2 separate regions of the Solanum lycopersicum genome follow, and region 1 is linked to region 2. A link is a contact called in public HiChIP or PLAC-seq data. All regions are on one chromosome and are shown on one strand. The core of a region is the stretch at or near the end of the contact, and the rest is flanking DNA. Distances in the headings are between cores, read along the strand shown.

Region 1 (3,278 bases), core at 224-2,723, 59 kb after region 2:
AACATGTGATACAAAATTCTTTGAAGATAGAAAAAGATTTAAAAACTACCACAATGTAATTGAAATGAACTCAGAGACCACACTATATAGTTAGATTAAAAGTTGAGTGGTCGTATAGAAAATTGGAAAGGACAAAAATAAATAGCAAATTAGATATAATTTATACTTATAATGGTATATGTACTTCTAGTAACGGTTGGCAAAATGATACAAAGAGATCTCATTGAATTTGTGAATAAAAATGAGGGGTGCATGGGGATTTACCATAGAAGTGGTTTTATTATTTATTCAATCTATATCTTTTTTTCTTTGAGTCATTAAAGTTGTTTACTCTATCCAATTAAATCGAATCTATTGTTCTCCTTATTTAAGATATAATTATTGTATATAGTGAAAGATGTAATTCAGTTCCAAAATCTCCTCATCTTTCCTTAATTAAGGCTCATAAATCATACTTTAATTATTTTGATTAGGAAAAATCATTTCGAAATTAAGATTTTATTGAATACATATGAAAGTTTAAAAAATCTATAAAAAAGAAAGAAAGAAAAACATATATAGATGCTGAGTTTTGGAGGTGTGAAATCACCATTTTCATTTCCCAACTATATAGTTATATATAGATATTCTAAACTAAATTTCGAGTAAAATTAGAATTGCACGATTAGTAATTTTTTTTCTAAAAACAAATAAATAGAATGAAGTTGAAGCAAAGAGCCGTTAAATAGATTTTAATGAAATGATAATAATGAGTAAAGTTTTTGGGTATAAATGTTAATGGTGTGTCAAACTTGTATTAATTAATTTTTTAGTTTATAAAGAGTAAAAATACACTTACCACTTATTATTATTATTATTTAATGTTTAATTCATTAGATATAATAATAACAATATGATATGATTTACTTAATATTTAACTAATTAGATGTTATATATATATATATATATATATATATGAATTAATCTAAGAAAATTCAAAAATTATTACTATTTTTATTAAATTTATTAAAATATTTTAATTTATAGGAAGATAAAATTGTAATTTAACTTTTGATATGATATGATATATATATAGAGAGGGGATTATGTTTTTTATTTGAATTTCTCAAGATTTTGGACCAGTCATATGCGTTACATTGAGTCTACTATAAGATAAGGATCTTTAACTTTGACAATGATAGGTGACCTTATGTTCAACTTTGATTTGATATTATATTATGATAAGCTTTGTTATATATTGTCATAAGCTCCTATAAAGATAAGAGATTTAAAATATTTTAAACTATCAAATTTATTAATTTCGCTTTAAAATTATTTATAGCTTAAAAACATTATTTATTTAAATATTGATATCTCTTGATATATTATTCGCAAACTCTTATACAACCATCAACTCTTAATTAAAAAATTGTATTATATTATCTATCAAATCAAGATTATATTTAAGTTCAATTAATCAACTATAAAGAATTTGTTTTCAAATAGTGAATATAAGAGTAAGGACCAATAATATGATAATGATAGGAGCTGGCAGTGCCTATCCTTTTGGTATGTTGTCTGTCTGATTTGATAAAGGGGATGAATAGTTACTCTGCTTATATCCATCCCCACCCCCATTTCAGCTCTCCAATAATGTCACTCACCAAGCAACCCATTTATGTCAAATCTTGAGCATTATTAGCATCAATTTCAACTCTTTTTTTTTCAGCTCAGAGTTTAATTTTGCACATATGAAAAATTGCTGACCATGTCTCTTCAAATCTCCTCCATTGTATCCAGGTATATTTTGGTCCAAGATTCTTCTTTTCTTGTTTAGCACTTGAGGTATATGTAGAAATTGACTCAAATAGATTAATAGTTCCTCCAATTCTTCTTAGTGGCAGAAAGTTTTCACTTAGGAATCTTGGTTGCTCACTCATTAGCACAATTTTCTTCAACTAGAAACATGGGTTTACTTTGTTATGAGGGGAATAAATCTCAACTCCACTCCACAAAGTAATTGAGATTTATTCCCCTCTTCATCTTTGGTACCTGTTACTTTACTCATCAAAGTCCCTCTTCATATTTGTTACTAGGTATCTGAATTCTTGCAAGCTACATGAGGTCCTGCCCAATACTGCTGTGTTATCTCAGTTTTATAAGGTGGACATCTTTTTAATTTTTAGTTACTCTCCTCTAATATATGAAAATAAACTATTGTATCTTAATTGAGCTATTTTCATTATTTTATCTCTTTCTCTCTGAATCTGTTGTTAAGTTTTTTTCTGGTTGATGTAAGATTTAGATAATTAGAGGGTTCAATATTTTGTTTATGACCAGGTGAAATATTAGTGAACTGATGGTTTGCAATAATAATGTTAGACTTACATCTAATCATAAATTTTACTGCAGTATTGCAATGTTCGATAATCTCTATTTCGTATTATTGTGAACTGATTATCTTGTTCTGTTAATAGTGTATCTTTGACGAATCAAATTTGATCACGATCATTAAGAGTTTAGTCGCCTTTTTCAGGCCAGTATGCAGGAGAAAGTTCAAAAGAGGAGCACTCTAGTAGTTCCACTTGATGAGCTTGAGGATGATGATATGTTGCCTCTTGTCGATATATTGCTTAATGTCCACCTTTACAATGTTGATGCGGTAGACATACTTTCCACGTCAAAATCGGTTGTGAATCAAGAATCTGTCGTGTCTTTAATGCGTGCAGTCAATTCAATACTCCGAAGTGTTGATCTTCAGGATACACTATTAAGAAAGGACATCTTGTGGTATGCCTGAATACTATTGTTTAATAGTGAAGTTTGGATATCATCTTGCCTTTCTCATTTGATCCTTCTCCAGCAACTAAAAGACTTAGAAAAAGAAACTATTTTTCTCTTAAATATATGACAATTAGAAAGAGGTGATATATAAGATGATGCGCATAAGATGATAGATTGTATCTGCGGTTTGACAATACTAAGAAATGACGAATTGTGAAAAAGAGATATCTGTAAGTTCACAATGCTATTGCTAACTTCTTTTTTGAATTCTGGCCTCTGCAGGGATCTTTTTCAAGGTGGTTTGAATTGCCAATTACTAAAGTTGAGGTCCACTGAGATTCAAAAGTTGAATATGGTTGGAAGCTTCATGCAGTTACACACCCTTACTCTGGACTTTTGTTCTTCTCTCACTAGCTTAGAGAAGGATTGCTTTACTTGCATGCCAAAATTGATGCGCCTCTCCATGTGTGGAACTAGAATAGCTGATCTGTGGACAACCCGTGAGGCTTTGTCTC
Region 2 (3,031 bases), core at 217-2,716:
CCCAAGAATCAAACTACATAAACAAGAATATAATTATGAAATTAAAAAATATGTACTTTGAGGTTATTCAACTTTGAATTTTTACTTAGAAAGTCACTTAGCTTTAAGTTGTTTACTTAGAAAATCACGCAATTTTGTTTTGTAATTCAAAAGACATTCAACTATTGATGTTTCACTTAGAAAGTCACTCAATTATTTATATTTTACTTATAAAGTTACTCAACCAATTTAAATAATTTTTTCATTAAATTTTATCTTAAACTATTTCTAAAGAAACAACAAGATATCTATTTTAATTATTTATTGATGCGCTCCAATTAAATACGTAAAAATGTAGAGTAACAATTGCAAACACTAAAACTAAATTGTTAAAAGATTACCTAAAAAAGAAAATTTGGAATTGATAAGAAGTTATTAAAAAAAAGTAGCAGTAACGATCTTTTACTGTTTTTTATGGGAAAATGCATATTTCCCTCTCAATCTATGTTCGCAATTTCAGAGAATTACCCTTTGAACTTATTTTATAAGTAATTTTCTATCTCTTTTCGTCCTACGTGTTTGAAAAAAAAGTCAAATAATGTTGAGCCCACAAGATAGTGTCACGTAGGCCAAAAAGGATAGAAAATTATTACTAAAATAAGTTCAGGGGGTAATAGTGTTAGGATCGAATCCACACACACTTGATGAATGAAGAACACAAGAACTTTCAAGAGAAAGAGATGAGAGATCTAGAGAGAGAAAGAGAGAAATCAATATTTCGTGGTAACATCACGTAAGTAAACTTCCACGGCGGTGGGGTATATATTAATTATTCAGAGTATTTTTTGTTACAGAGAATAAATGGAGAATAAATAGTACAACCTAATAAATAGGATCTTTGTATAGTACAGTGTGTCTCTGAGATTTCGGGTATAGATTGAGGGGTACTTGTGCATTATCCGAAAAGATAGTAAAAAACAATAATTAAAATAAGCATCTTATTTATTTATTTTAAATATTTTATTAGTATTTTTACAAAATTTAATGAAAAAATTGTTAAAATTGATTAAGTGACTTTGTAAGTGAAATATAAATAGTAAAGTAACTTTCTAAGTGAAACACCAATAGTTGAGTGACTTTTGTGTTAAAAAACAATGTTAAATGACTTTTTAAGTAAACTTTTCGAAGTTGAGCGATCATATAAGATATTATCTCCTCTACTTAATAAACTACTCTAATAAACTTGAACACAAAGAAAAATTAACTTGAATGCTTTATAAGTAGACATTATTGCTCAAATACATTAACAAAAATAAATAAATATTATTTTTTTTATGTGCAAACAAATCCTTAACTTGGCCATCGTCTATAATATTATTATTAAGCAATATCAAGAAATGGAGGTAGGGTCGTACGGAGCTTTCCAATTCTTATCATCACCACCTACTATAACTCTTTTATTTTATTTTCTTCCTAAGTCAAGTTCATGTCTTCCGTGGACCACCATCATATTTCACGTGCTTTATAACTAATTATTTTCTGTTACTTTCTTGAGTGAAGCTTTATGGTATTAATCATTTTTTAAGGATAATGCACAAGTATCTCCTCAACCTACGTCCGAAATTTTAGAGACACACTTATACTATACTAAAGTTCTATTACCCCTTGAACTTATTTTATAAGTAATTTTATATCCCTTTTCGGCCTACGTGGCACTATCTTGTAGAAAAAAGTCAATCATCGTTGGGCGCACAAGATAGTGCCACGTAGGTTGAAAAGTGGCATAAAATTATTACTAAAATAAGTTCAGGAAGGTAATAAGTTCTTAGTATAAATATAAGCGTGTCTTTGAGATTTTGGGCATAGGTTAAGGGAGTACTTGTGCATTATCCCTTTTTTTATTAATAAGATAAAATCCTCAACAAGAATAAATACAAGTAAGGAGGACTAGATTTTACCTTACCAATTCTAATAAGGTCTTTCTACGATATTAATTTTGTAGAAATAGTTTTTTACTTAAAAAAAAATACTTTTTTTCGTTTGCATATTTAAGTCAAATTTGATTATTAGCAACTTAGGTTCAAATTGGTCAAAATTATAATTCATGCAATCATAACTTATTTAACTCACTCAAGTTTAGGTTTGATTATTAACCTTCCTCTCATCAAAGTTTGGGCTAAATATCTAACTTAAGATTTATGAAAAATATAATCAATTGTTTTATTTGATATATTATATATAGTACTAGCATTGAAAAATAATAATTTAAAAGCAATGATCTAGTGGAGTATTATACATTCATGATCCCGTTTTTAAAAGAAACATTCATCAAGTAAAACTAAACAAGTTTTGAAATATTGACTTAGACACCAACATTTAAACAAGAATCTAACAAAAAAGACAACTATGATCAACAAATGTATTCTGATGGGTTTTCTTTGGTATTGTATTTTAGTGGGCCTGGGCTGGTTGAGAAACAGTTGGGCTGAAGTGGGTTAGCTTGTGAATATGGGCTACCCCACCTCATCCGGGCTAATCGTACGTAGGCTTGCAGGGTTGCCGGGTCATCCCACTTTTGAAATAATAATATTTTTTATAATTATTAAATTAAATTAAATATTATAATTTAAAAATATTATCATAAATATCGACAAAACAATATTACATGATGTTACTATTACTAATTGTTAATCATATGCACAAATAAATTATCTTTATAATATTTATTAAGTTTTTTTTTTTCAATTAAAAGTATAAATATCTAAATAGAAATATTAACCTAATTGTTTTGAGTTTGGAATCTTTTTAACTTTAAATTTTAATATTATATTATATTTTTTAATTAATTTATATTGATCCACGGGTCGGCTCTACCGATATTTCTCAAGCCCATAAATTAGCAGGCTTATTCAAGCCGGACTAAAAAATCCTTTTCTTAAATGGGCTACATAAATCATAATCTAACCTTATTAAACCTCGGGTTAAGCCAAGCTGACCCAACAAACCTATTGATGGCTCTAGTTTGCTGGAACATAATAAAAGACCCAAAATT

Evidence for each region. HiChIP or PLAC-seq counts read pairs in DNA pulled down with a chosen protein or histone mark.
Region 1: a contact with region 2 is called in an RNA polymerase II HiChIP or PLAC-seq map of leaf, with 6 times the contacts expected there. The contact joins the promoter of LOC101268835 here to the enhancer-like site in region 2. A contact is called at or near these places in 1 of 1 promoter capture datasets (leaf), 5 of 8 Hi-C or Micro-C datasets (leaf and leaf mesophyll) and 1 of 1 datasets of contacts at active chromatin or transcription factors (leaf).

What each region holds. Positions count from the first base shown.
Region 1 is chr2:52,099,201-52,102,478 of SLM_r2.1, forward strand. It overlaps LOC101268835 (protein DWD HYPERSENSITIVE TO UV-B 1-like), which reads left to right and starts at 1,474. Exons shown (of 11, transcript XM_010318865.4): 1 at 1,474-1,779; 2 at 2,076-2,142; 3 at 2,516-2,769; 4 at 3,046-3,278. The coding sequence starts at 1,748.
Region 2 is chr2:52,040,360-52,043,390 of SLM_r2.1, forward strand. No RefSeq gene overlaps it. Among protein-coding and RNA genes, the nearest start is that of LOC112940985, 4.1 kb to the right of the region's middle. Within about 2 kb of position 1,467, at least 2 of the 2 cell types and tissues checked have open chromatin away from gene starts, as enhancers often do. A contact at or near this core is called in leaf, where this site is marked.